Linked DNA regions of Mus musculus: regions 1, 2 and 4 are each linked to region 3. The links are chromatin contacts, called in public Hi-C, HiChIP or PLAC-seq and promoter capture Hi-C maps. All regions are on one chromosome and are shown on one strand. Each heading gives the region's core, a stretch centred on a gene start, on an enhancer-like site or on the middle of the called end of the contact. The rest is flanking DNA. Distances are from core to core; before and after follow the strand shown.

Region 1 (2,891 bases), core at 344-2,843, 170 kb before region 3:
GGAGCCAAAGATCCAGTCCTGTAGCAGACTCTAGGAATGTTGGAGTCAAAACCTCAGCTGTGCTGTGAACTTTGAGGCTATTGGCATCAAAGTCCAGGTCCTAGCAACTTTTATAGTTAACTCAGAGGAGGTTGCATTTTCATACATTTATACCATTAGACTTTGTTCTTATCTGTTTCCCTTACTGCCCTCCCCTGACCTTAACCCCTACAACTCATCTTTACATCAGCTTTGATGTCCCATGTAGCCCATCATCCTGTTTCTGTCTCTGTTTGCTTTAGACCTACAGAACCTTCTCAAGGTCTTCTATTTGCATGTTTTACATACAAACACTTAATCATTTACATATGTGTAAATGTATGTAAAACAAGAGGGACAGGTGAGGATGGCTTGTTTTACTTACCACAATGACCCCCAGTTCTAATTTCCCGAAGCTGTCATAATTTTATTCTTATAGCTGAATAAAACTCCATTGTGTGTATATACCATATTTTTTTCTCTGTTGATGGCCATGCGGGCTATTTTCTTGCCTTGGTTATTGTGAGTAGTGCAGCAATATAAGAATCCCTCAGGTTTACTGAGGACTCATAGATAGAGCGTGTCGTAGTTCTACTTTTAGTTTTTGGAGGGACATCTTTACTGATTTCCATTGTGTGTGTAAAGGCTCCACTTTCCATACATCCTTAGCAGTATTTATTGTCTGTTTTCCTAATGCTAGGCATTCTGGCTAGAATGAGATGGAATCTCAAAGCTAAGGATGTTTAACATTTCTTCACGTGTTCTTTCATTTCTTTGTCTTTCTCCCTCTGAAAACCGTTCGGGTCTCAAGCTCACTTGTTAAGTGGTTGCCTTGGGATGATTTGCTAACTGGATGATTTCTTTCTGAGAACTCTGTTCAGTTGTTGACCAGATGAATTGGTGTTTAATTTTTGGAGTTCTTTGTAGGATTTCGGCGATAATCCCCTGTCAGCACATTGTTACGAAAGGTATTCCCCCATCCTGTAGGTTGACTCTTTGTTCTTGGAGCCATTTTGAGTGGGAAAAGGAGTCAGTAAAAGAAACCTTGGCATACAACATCATTTTGGGAAGAATATGTGTTTGTTACCAGGATGATGTTTGTTTTGTGGACTTGGAGATTTAGGTATTACAAATCATTTTTACTGTGTTGTGCTTTTTGTGCAAATGTAAGCGTAAACAAGAAAGAGAAATTATCCAGGATGTAATTGAATTCCACTCAGTAGAACACAGGTAATGGTGAGCATTTGTTGCTTTGGAGCACAGGAGCTGACAGTGTGCAAACACTGAGTGACATTCATATGTTTCTAGGCCAGTGCTTCAGGACTTGAGTTCAGAGAAAGCTTTTTGTTTCCCCCCTTTTTGTTTTATACTTCATCATTTTCTAACCTGGGAAAACTTAAGAGGCTCAACTTACCCTGTGTTCAGGATCTTTAAAATGGTTATTAGTGTTTATTGAATAGTGGTTTTCATTCATGTGTATAATTTATTTTGATTGTATTCACCCCCATTACCCTCTCTGTCCTGTTCCCACTGATCTCCAATCTTCCTTCCAAATAGTTCCCCATCTTCTTTCACATCCTCTTTGAGTATGAGTATGTGATCCAAAGACTTTTGTAAGGGTTGCTTTTAGAAACATTGGGTGTGTGTGTCTGTGTGTTTGTATGTGTGTTGTGTGTGTTTTGCGGGGAGGATGCTTACATACAAGAGCAGGAACGACTTAGCAGTGTCTATACTGTGAGGAGTGGTGGACACCTGAGTGGCAAAGTCTTGAATGAGTATGGGCTGTTGACACGCCCATGGCCATATCAGGGTCCATAGGAAAATGACAAAGGGTGATGTCACCCCTTGGGGGGTGAGGCTCAGAGTAAGGGCAAAGCCTTTTTTGCCTGGTCCACGAGGATACTGGTAGTCTGTGCAGAAAATGCCCACCATAGCTTTATCCCCTCTCTCTGATATTTTATAGCCTAAAAGCTGCTCCCCTAATGGAGACTGTTGCTATCCAAGTTAGCTAAATGTCCGTGTTTAGTTGTAAGTCATATCCTTGTCTGCTTATTCAACTGTATAAAGTAAGCGTGCTGGGCTTCGAGAGTGCTGCAGTCTTCCCATCAGAGGGCCCAGCATATCTTACTATCTGGCTGGCTGTGCATGTTTGTCTTTTCTTGGTTCTCTTGTTATCTCAGTTAGGTCAAGTCCTTGAGGCTGTGCAAAGATGTAACAGAATACCACAAAACAAACAAACAAAAACGAACAAAGCTCTAAAATCATGTCTCCTTCAACTCTTAATACTGTCAAGCGGCTGTAGATTCTCAGAGAAGGGTGAGACCTTGTGAGTCCCTCTCCCCTCCATCACAGGACATCGACAGCTCCAATCTTGGGCAGATCTTGTGTATGTAATCATAGTTGTTGTGCGTTCAGTAGAACAATGGCTTTGTCCTGCTTGGAAGACAGTATTCCACAATACTAAGCCCTGTCCTCGGGCTCTTACATTATTTTTCTTCCCCCTTCTGAGCTTTGCAGATGGTGGTACAGTGTCCCATTTATGGCCGTGCATTCAGTAGTCACATACTCTCAGTCTTTAGTCCTCAATTTTTCTTAGCAGCAAAATGAAGATGCCATCTCCATCACTGCATTCTGGGCTAGAAATAAGGTATCTCTTTGACAAATATTCGTTAGGTGCTGATTGTGGGTCGGCCGGGTGCTGAGGCCGGCCGTATGGACTCAATGATAAGATGCTACTTCAAGGTTCTAGTTAGTGAGTACAGAAGAGATGGCAAGGGGGGAATGGCCTCCCATTTGTGTGAGTGCATCCCAGATGTGTTATTTATGTCGTGTGCTATGCTTTGCTCAAAACGCTGGGACACCGATGTGGGTGT
Region 2 (3,139 bases), core at 243-2,742, 140 kb after region 3:
TAAAAACTGGATTAACAAATCCCACCCCCCTTTTTTTTGTAACCCAGAGGCCTTGGTCTGAGTACCATGGATAAGAAATATTAATAGGTACTGAAAGGAAGCCTAGTTGACAGAATATAGGAATATGTGGAAGTAACACAGCCAGTGAGTTTACAATCTAATCAGGTAATGGAGGACACTGGGGCTTTTGCTAATATTCATGGAATCAGCAAGACAGCACAGCATTGTTGGATACAGGCCTGCAATCCTCCTTTATCCACACTGACTTCACTTGACCAACCGACATTAAACAGGTTGGTAACAGATGTCGAATTTCCAGTTTCTTATGATAAGGTTCTTTGCTTAGCTCAACCTCAGGTTCATGCCAAAAGCTTGCATTATTATTACCTCCTGTGGAGCCATTAGAGGAACACTGGGGTAACATCAGCGCTGCTAACATTGTAGGTATGAGAGATCTCAAACAAGCAATGTCTCCAGGGAGCATAGACAGGGACCTATTCAACCTTATGTGTTCTACATTTTCCCTTTAGAGGCAGGAGGTATTGTATACTGCGGAGGTCTCAAATCCTAATAGTTGTTTTTATTTACTTATTTATTTATTTTCATCTTTTGCATGGATACCTTCCTATAGCAAGGCTGCCACTCTACAGGTCTTAAGAGCAAGGGGTTATAAAGGAGAGACACATATGGTTAACTGCCCCTAGTAGTTGAACATGTAGCATTTGGTTTGGATTCTGTGGATCACAACACTCAAACATAAGCAGTTAAAACAATTATTCTCTTTACCCCCCAAATCTCTTCTATCTAAACAAGGTTTGTTGTAAAGTTTTAGGTCACCTTAAATGTCACAGTGGCCAAGATCCAAGGTGGAATCTTACCAGAGGTGGTGTGACTCCATCCTTGTAACAAGGTCACTGAGTATCAGCAGCCAAGGCATCAGGCTGGTCAGAGCACGTACGACACATCAATCAAATTTGTCTGTCTCTGCCGGTTCCAGGGGTGGCTGCTGAAGTTGCAGCTGTGGTCCCCACCACTATCTGTGGCTGTCTCTCAGAGATAAGGGATCAGTCCTTCATTTCCAGAGAGACAAGGGTACCAGGCTGCAGTCCCTTACCCTTTCAGAAGGAAATGGTCTCTAATCTACGGACTCACATATATGACGAGATCTGAACGCTTCAGTGATGTATCTATCCCTTAATTCTTTTTTTTTTTCCAAGTAGCCAAATTTACTGTCTCTTTTCCTAGAAACCAAAGAATTGTCTCCTGAAACATAGACTAAGAATTGGGAAGCTGGGTTTTTTTCTTTATCTTTTTTTTTTCACCTTACTTCTTCCTCAAAATCTGTCAGAAACCGCCCCTCTCTAGATTCCACTCATTTTATACCGGATGCACAGAAACATGCTTCCCATTACCTTTTTGTGACCTTCTCATGGGAGTGTTCCCTTGACTGAGGCAAGTTCCCCATGGTCAAATGCTGCTTGCCCTGATCTGCACAGCTTTGGACTTTGGGGTGATGGGGAATGAAGAAATGAGCTACAGCAAGGTAAAGCTGAGATCAGGTGGGCCATTTGCTTGGGTGTAGATGCGCCAGCAGCAGCAGCAGGGAAAGTCACCATTTATGATACACAGTGGGGATAAGGAGGGGGGAAAGCTAATCTCAGTAGCAGTTGCTGTAGAGGAGCTATCTGACTGCAGTCATCCACGAAGAGGCAGAGGCGGCTGTGGTTGCACTTTCTGCATTTACTGACTTTAAAGATCAACTACTCCCATCTGTACCCTATCCATTGAAAGGTGCTTCCATTCCCCTGAGCTTGGCAGAGGTGGTTTTGCCAGTCTGAGGTGATGGTGTCTTTGACACGGCTGCACTCAAGTCAACAACCCACATTCACTGCAGGCTCATCTGCTCCCTACACCAGGTCTTTGGAAAGTGAGGAGAGGAAGCAAAGGCTTAACTGAACGGAGTCTTCTGGGAGGAGGAAGGAGACAAGGACAGGTGCTTGATGAACTTCAAATTAAACCCTTTAAATTTCCGCATTTTTAAAAAATGAAGTCATACATAAATTACAGTGTGGTTTGCATATGTAAGAGAGATGATCTTGCTTCTTAACCGCAGATGGTTCTGAAATTCAAGAAACCTCCTGTATCAATCCCCACAGGGGATTTTCTTCTTTGGTCAAACTAAAGTGAGCATTTACTTTCCAAAGCAGCTACAAAATCTTCTGTATCCACTAAGTGAAACAGTCCCAGTGTCAAGGAGAATAGGCACTTTCTGCGGCAGAGTCTTTAAAGGCTAAGCATGTGCAAGGAAAGGCTCCCATTCAAACTAGAACCAAAATGTAGTGGGGACAACACACACCAACAGGTAGCGTCTCTCACGAAAAACTTTTGCTTTAAGAATCATTGTAGACTGGGATTCCTAAGTCTTTTGCAACCACATTAAAGCAACAAACAACAAAACAACAAACTTATGTTTTCTTTTTTTCAGTGAGGGAAAATGTCAACAGAAAGGGAAAGTTTTACCATAACTTATTTCAAGAGAAATTTAATAACTGAAGTTCTTGGATTCCAGTGGTAATGCATGACTCAGGACTGAGATAGAAAGGACAGCAGAGAACAGGAAGAATGAGGGCATCCCTCCATAACACCCTCAGTCCGGACTGTCAGGAGAGGCGTCTCATGCCCTGGATAGTCGTCACAGGCCTCACCCCAAAAGTCTTATCACACATTTGTCAGTCAGAGCTGGGTAAACTTGTTGTAACAGGACTTTCTTTACACTAAAATCTCTTTTGTGAACGAGACTTAGATGGTTTCCTGGTGAGCAAGAAAGGTCATGTATGGAGCCCTAGACTTGGGTTGTCTTTCTGTCTCTCCCATCCCTTTATTTACACACTCAGCCTCTCACTTGAATCCAGAGCTCATACCCAGGGTTCTTGTCTCCTCTCCCTGATCATTGGGAATGCTGCTATGTGGATCCGGGAACTCCAAACGGGTCCTCAGGTTTGCTCAAGGAAACCCATTGAGCTATCTCCCAGACCTGGGCAGCACAGTAAAGCTAACTCTGATGCCACTTGTCTGCATGGGATGTCCCCAGCCCCCAATCAGCTGGTGAAGGGGCAAGTCCTACAGATCCAAAGCTGCA
Region 3 (3,120 bases), core at 67-2,566:
TAAAAGACCAATCTGGTTGCTACAGTGGCAAGTGAAGCCCCTCTTTGGGGAAAGGTGGCAGTAAGAAACTGCCGACAAGATATTTTGGGTATCCAGGTGAAAGCTGATGAATGGTGGCTTGTCCCCGAGAGGAGCTGCAAAGATGGCGAGGAAGCGACAGATGCAGACTATTTTGGAGGTAAGCCAACAAGAATTGGAAGGGGATGGAAGATACTATTTCTAAATAAAGAATACAACAGTTCCTATCTTTAGTTCAAAAGCCTTTTATGTCAAATGATATAGCAGCTAATAGATCCACTCTAAAAATATACTTAATGTACATTTATGCTAATATTAAAGTTCTTTAGGCCTTTAAAGTTTTTCTATCATAAAAATAGTGCATGCTTATGAAAGAAAAATTCCAGATACAGAAAAACAAAAGTTAGAATATTATATATATATATATATATATATATGATACAAGTTTTTTTTTCTGAAAAATTATGGTTTGATCTTGCATTGTGAGGGCGCCAAATCAAATTCCTTTCTCTTTCTCTGTCCCTGTCCCTCCTCTCCCTCTGTCTGTCTGTGTGTGTCTCTCTCTGTCTCTGTCTCTCTCTGTCTCTGTCTCTCTGTCTCTCTGTCTCTCTCTGTCTCTCCCCCCCCTTCTGTCTCTGTTTTTTTTTTCTCTCTCTCTCTCTCTCTCATTTGAAAAACTGCAGTTTAACCACAGCAACACAATAGCTTCCTGTAGATCTATTTTGTGTATCAGAGATACCTTCCCGGGGGGCAGACTGGGGCTAGTGGAGTTCCACCTCTCCCAGACCTTAACTTAAGAACTTCACTGGCCTGCTACACAAATCTATATCTATTCCTGTTTTGATGGGGAGGAGGAGGAGGAGGAGGAGGAGGAGGAGGAGGAGGAGGAGGAGGAGGAGGAGGAGGAGGAACCCCAGTTATTGACAGCAACATTTGCCTGAGCAAGGATGAATAATTCAGGTCAGTGGGGGAGCTAGTTGGAAAACCTTTTAAAAGGGCAGTCAAGCCTGTGTTTAGAATCCAGCTGATGTGTGGCCTGTTTCTGTAGGAGGGCCCTTGAGTTCTGTTATTTTTAATGCATTTGCCCTATACCCCTCCGCAAACTCACCCATGCACTAGGTTCCCTATTTGACCTTGTCAATTTAAAACTTAGGATGCGGTCGATTGCTGCACGGGATTGGCGAGAGTGAGTGGTTAGGGGACACAGCAGGGGCACGGGACCCTAAGGTCCTGCGCAGAGAGAAGAGCCGAAGGCTAGGCTGGTCTTTCAGCAGCGTCCCATCCCAGGCTGGTGAGGTAGCGCGAGCCAGTGAGCTGTAAAGTGGCAGGAACCTCCGCGCAGCATCCTCTCCCCTGCCGCGCGCAGTAATGGATCTCTGCGTCCTAAAAGAGGAAGATAATACCGGGTTTAGCTTATAAATAGATGGTTGTATGCTCTCCCTGCGAAGCATTGATTGAGACAGCCAAGCTGACTATTGATCTAATTTTAACTTACATTTTAGCCCTCACGCTCCCGCCTTCCTGTCAGTGCTCCGGTGAGTGACCGGCATTAGCCAGTGAAACCGCTAGAGGGCGAGCCGCTTGCCTCCTGGGCTCTATGGGTCTGGCCTCTATTTATGCAGACTAAACAATGCTAGCCTTCATCGAATCTGAAAGATAGGAGTTTGCTTTTCTCGCGCTGGGATGACCTCATCACTGATGAAAGTCAGAGAAAAGCATAGAATTGGACGACTGGCAGCAGAGAGAGATAAAGCTTGCAGTTAACCTCCTCCCACTCCACCACTTCCACAGAACACCAGGCATGTGCTTCCTACCCAAACCTGGTGAAACAGTGAGGGCAGACGAAGGGAATGAGAAGTTCTCGCAGTTGTCACTCCTGTGAAACAATCACGGTGTAAAAAGTTCATACTGCCTATGCCCTGCCTTTACTGAGATGTCACTAAATGCCAGTACGAGGCCGACCTCCAGGCAAGTGACTTAATTTAAAAATATATTATTTCAGGCCAGCCTAGGCTAGAAACTGAGACCCTGTCTCAAAACAGCCAAAACAAACAAAACACTATATATGTGTGTGTATTCATTATTTCTAAACATAATTCATATTGTCAAGGTTTAATGAATACCAGCAATTTCATACTAGTGGTTTATGTAGCTCAAATCTTGTGGTATTAATAGGGTTGGGAATTGAAGCCCACCACTTTCTCGTTCATTACCTTTTGAATCATGGAGTATTGGATACAATGTGTGGGGGTGCCAGCTATGATCAGGTTAGGCTGATCTAGATCAGGCTAGCCTATGGGCATGCCTGGAGGGGCTTTTTTCCTACTTAGGTTAAATGGAAAGACCCAGCTCGGTGTACACAGTACTATTCTCTGGCATTTGGGTCCTAGGCTGTATTAAGTAAAGCAAGGAAAAAACCCCACCAGAAACAGAATGCATACCTCTCCAGACGTTCCCACCTCGCCCTGAGCTTCCTCAGCATTTAGACCTGCCTTTCCTGATTGAATAAAACATTATTCGTAAGAGCTAGTGGCTGCCAAGCATCTGTTTCAGGTCAGGCATTGTGCTTGCCATTATAATTACATTCATTACCTCATTAAATCCTCAAGAAAACCTATCAGATTCTATTATTAACTCATTTTAGAGCTTAAGAAGCAGGCTACAGTCTTTGCCTAAAGTGGAGTACCTAGAAAGGGACAGAATCCTTGTTGATTCTGTGAGGGATTGCCTAGATCAGGCTAGCCTGTGGGCATGCCTAGGAGGGGCTTTTTTCTTTCTTAGATTAATTGGTGTGGAAAGACCCAGCCAACCGGCCCGCTGTATGCAGTGTCTCTGGGGTTGAGTCCTGGGCTGTATTAGAGTAAAGCAAGCAAGCACAGGTGAATTTATTTCTCTCTGCTCTAGACTGCGGATGTGCTCCGACTAGTTGCTTCAAGCTCCTGCCAGTGTGACTTCCCCCCAAAATAATGGACTATAAGCTGGAATTGTGAGCTAAAATAGGCCCTTTCTCCCATAAGTTGTTTTTTTATATCGGGATATTTTATCCCAGCACCAGAAACGGAAGTAGGACAACCATCATGTTGCTAGGTAGCCGGTTAGATA
Region 4 (2,854 bases), core at 304-2,803, 240 kb before region 3:
CATAATTACCCTTTAATAGATCCTTTTTTTTAGCCAATGAGATTATCAACCTTTTTTTCTACTTTACTTTTAAACCTCTATCTTTGTCCCATATCATAACTTTCTTTTCCTTCAAAATCCAATTTATACAATTTGTTTTTGGAGCTTCAAAACAGTTACTATTTGTGTAGTCCATAGGTTTCCTCTGGAGGAGAAAATGCTTATTCCACCCAATAGTGTCATTGCTTTTTATTATTCTTGTTACAGGGCAGGGGAAGACCATTCATCAAACAATAAGACTCTCATTTACAGCCACTGGGGAGCTATCCTGAAGGTTAGTGTGAGCCTCTGACATTGTGTGCTTTTACCTTGGACAGGCTCCATCTAAGAAGAACAGTGCAGCAGGGTCTTCAGACCATGGAACCTAATTGTCCTCACGCAGAATTGATGAAACTGAGGCAGGGAAACACCTGCTCCCCTCCCCCAGGGCCATACACCCAGCTAATGTCTCCAACCCACTGGGTTTTCCACTAAGCAGAAAATTACAGAAATTCTTCATAACACCTCGAATTCATTGCAAGTTGGTCTTGTAATTGTTTATTCTTATCTCAGCAATATGGAGGCATGACAACATATGCATCTGGCCTTTATACAATATTGCACAATCTGTTTGGTTAATTTTGAGTTGCTCCAGTCTCAACACTTAAATGGTCTCACAAGTTTGTCCATAAATCAGAACCCATACACATGCCAAGTTGTTAAATTCCTTTGCCTCCATTTCCCCTTACTTACAGTATTCATTTATACCCCTTTGAGATGATATGACATAAATAACACAGAGAAAAGGCTTAGTAACCATAACAACTCAGTGGGTATGAATGAATCTAATTCAAACTACAAATAAGAAGATGTTACTCAACAGTGGCTTGATAAATGTTTGCATGGAAATGTAGAAGAGTTATTATTATTATTCTAACAATTACAGAATAAAACAATAGAAATCTTGGACTGGGAATTGAGAAAGACAAGCCACGAATACATCCCTGCCATGAAGGAGTTTGTGACTTGGGAAAGCTGTTAACCTTTCTAGGTCTCCGGACTTTAATCACCAGCTCTAAGCTAAACTCTAAAGGAGAGAAAGAAACACCCTGGGAAGCCTGCGCTGCCTAACTGACTCAGGAAGCAGCCCCGCCCTGCTGAGAGCTATTGTCCTTCCTGAAGTGAGCAAGGAGCTTCCTTGGTCTCCATCCACAAGAAAAAGAAAAACAGTTCCTGCTCCATTGTTCTGAAGCTCCGTCTCCCAGAAAAAAGAATCATCCTTCCCTCAGGGGAGCCCGTCTGCCCAAGCTCCAGCTAGAGACTGGAGCAGATGAACAAAGCACGTCAGAGCAATTAGTTTTGGCAATTAGGCAGGCAATTAGTTCAGCAGTGTGTAGAATGGGAGGAGAAGGTAAATCGGCAGCCCCAGAGGTGACGGGAAATGTGAGTTGGCCTCCGGCTCTAGTGACACTCAGGTGAGAAGGTCGGGTACTCCCCAGCCTCCCTTCCCTCTTGCTATCAGGACCACAGCGGAAGTTGCTTTCCAGGAGCAAGACAACAGCTCCAGGCTTTCAGCCCCGTTCTAATTTCTTCCTCCGAATGCCACAAGTTCTCAGTGCTTGCTCCAGCGGAGTCCCTGTTGCTTTCTCCCCCAGGAATCTGATCTGCAATGTTGAAATTCTTAGATGCAGTTTCCTGGGGACTCTCCCAGCATTGAGTTTGTTGTTTTGAAAACTTGGGAAGGTCTCTTCTAAGGGGCAATTAATTTCTCATTTACCTAAGGATGGAGGAGAAATTACACAATTTCACACGATATAGTAAGGGGGCCCTTAAAAACAGTGCTTAAAAGGCAAAGCCTTGGGGTTGGGTACCATCTGTGTCTCTTACAAAGCTCTGGCCTTTGGTTTTATCCGCTCCAAACTGTGAGAATGACAGAATGACCTGGGAACACGCACAGCACTTCAATATGTCTTGTCAATTCCAATTTGGGGAATGCATATATTAAAAATTATTTATGTTTATCTGAAATCCAAATATATCTGGTTACCTTCTCTTTTCTGCTGCTAGACTTGGCAATTCTAGATATTAAAAATGATAAGACCCTTCTTGAACATTATTGAGGTTAAATCAAATATCACACATCACAAGAAGAAATTAGGAGGGGGCCGTTAAAAAGGCCAAATAAAGCACCCTAATGTTCCTTTCTCTTTCCTTTCCTCCACCACTATCATCTAATGTAATTGTTCTACAAAGTCCTGGTGTTTAAATGAACAGGAACGGCAGCTGGCTAGTTTTTCAGAAAAGGAAAATCTTTCTATGAATTGCCTGCACCAAGGGTTTTTAGGTGAGGCTAAGAGATCTCTCAAGTGGAGGCAAGTGTAAAGGCAGAGTGTCTGGCCATGACGATACTCTGCTTTTCTACCCCGACTTTCTACAGCAGTATTTCCAGCTGGTTTTCTTGTGACTTAAGAAATAGAAGCCACTTACAAGGACAGAGTAATCAGGGGACGTGGAAGTCAACGCTGACTGCAGCAGCATTTTGCCCAGTGCATTGACAAGATTCTTAGGAAAAGGGAGGAGTGGGAGCCAGTGCGAGCCTTTCAGTTCACCGTGCATAGCCTGTGTTCCCATGACCCACCTAACCAAAGGCACCTTCAGATGTTGTGAGACGCCATGCTGAACCAATTATAGGAACCCTCGTTAAGAAAAAAGATGCAGAATTACAAATACGAAACTAGACATGAAACTGAATATTTACTTAGAATGAGAAATTATATCATGACAAATTACAGGAGTGCTGGAGAATCAGGCCCCTTTCTTCTAAAAAATTTCTACA

What was found. Promoter capture Hi-C pulls out the DNA fragments that hold promoters and counts their contacts. Hi-C and Micro-C count contacts between places; a contact is called where the count stands out from the background. HiChIP or PLAC-seq counts read pairs in DNA pulled down with a chosen protein or histone mark.
Region 1: a contact with region 3 is called in a BATF HiChIP or PLAC-seq map of CD8 T cells, with 11 read pairs. The contact joins two enhancer-like sites. A contact is called at or near these places in 2 of 15 datasets of contacts at CTCF or cohesin (large pre-B cells and pro-B cells), 21 of 484 Hi-C or Micro-C datasets (B cells, the Ba/F3 cell line, the C2C12 cell line and 14 more), 6 of 115 datasets of contacts at active chromatin or transcription factors (CD8 T cells, bone marrow-derived macrophages, effector CD8 T cells and 3 more) and 2 of 9 other capture datasets (embryonic stem cells and liver).
Region 2: a Hi-C map of the G1E-ER4 cell line shows a contact between it and region 3, with 5 times the contacts expected there. The contact joins two enhancer-like sites. A contact is called at or near these places in 1 of 39 promoter capture datasets (hippocampal neurons), 9 of 484 Hi-C or Micro-C datasets (3T3-L1-derived adipocytes, the G1E-ER4 cell line, the HPC-7 cell line and 6 more) and 1 of 115 datasets of contacts at active chromatin or transcription factors (bone marrow-derived macrophages).
Region 4: a contact with region 3 is called in a promoter capture Hi-C map of pre-B cells. The contact joins two enhancer-like sites. A contact is called at or near these places in 2 of 39 promoter capture datasets (liver and pre-B cells), 3 of 484 Hi-C or Micro-C datasets (Th1 cells, Th2 cells and cortical neurons) and 4 of 9 other capture datasets (adipose tissue, embryonic stem cells, liver and 1 more).

What each region holds. Positions count from the first base shown.
Region 1 is chr16:49,874,713-49,877,603 of GRCm38.p6, forward strand. All of the region lies in intron 2 of Cd47 (CD47 antigen (Rh-related antigen, integrin-associated signal transducer)), which reads left to right. Among named protein-coding and RNA genes, the nearest start is that of Cd47, 20 kb to the left of the region's middle. Within about 2 kb of position 1,594, at least 14 of the 459 cell types and tissues checked have an H3K27ac peak or open chromatin away from gene starts, as enhancers often do. A contact at or near this core is called in B cells, CD8 T cells, bone marrow-derived macrophages and 1 more, where this site is marked.
Region 2 is chr16:50,185,754-50,188,892 of GRCm38.p6, forward strand. No RefSeq gene overlaps it. Among named protein-coding and RNA genes, the nearest start is that of Gm4827, 110 kb to the left of the region's middle. Within about 2 kb of position 1,493, at least 3 of the 459 cell types and tissues checked have an H3K27ac peak or open chromatin away from gene starts, as enhancers often do. A contact at or near this core is called in the G1E-ER4 cell line, where this site is marked.
Region 3 is chr16:50,044,640-50,047,759 of GRCm38.p6, forward strand. Gm4827 (predicted gene 4827) reads right to left here. Exons shown (of 4, transcript NR_045935.1): 2 at 1,127-1,401. Among named protein-coding and RNA genes, the nearest start is that of Gm32101, 3.4 kb to the right of the region's middle. Within about 2 kb of position 1,317, at least 139 of the 459 cell types and tissues checked have an H3K27ac peak or open chromatin away from gene starts, as enhancers often do. A contact at or near this core is called in B cells, CD8 T cells, the G1E-ER4 cell line and 6 more, where this site is marked.
Region 4 is chr16:49,802,833-49,805,686 of GRCm38.p6, forward strand. It overlaps Gm16619 (predicted gene, 16619), which reads left to right. Exons shown (of 3, transcript NR_169118.1): 2 at 247-313; 3 at 965-2,048. Among named protein-coding and RNA genes, the nearest start is that of Gm16619, 3.7 kb to the left of the region's middle. Within about 2 kb of position 1,554, at least 89 of the 459 cell types and tissues checked have an H3K27ac peak or open chromatin away from gene starts, as enhancers often do. A contact at or near this core is called in Th1 cells, adipose tissue, cortical neurons and 1 more, where this site is marked.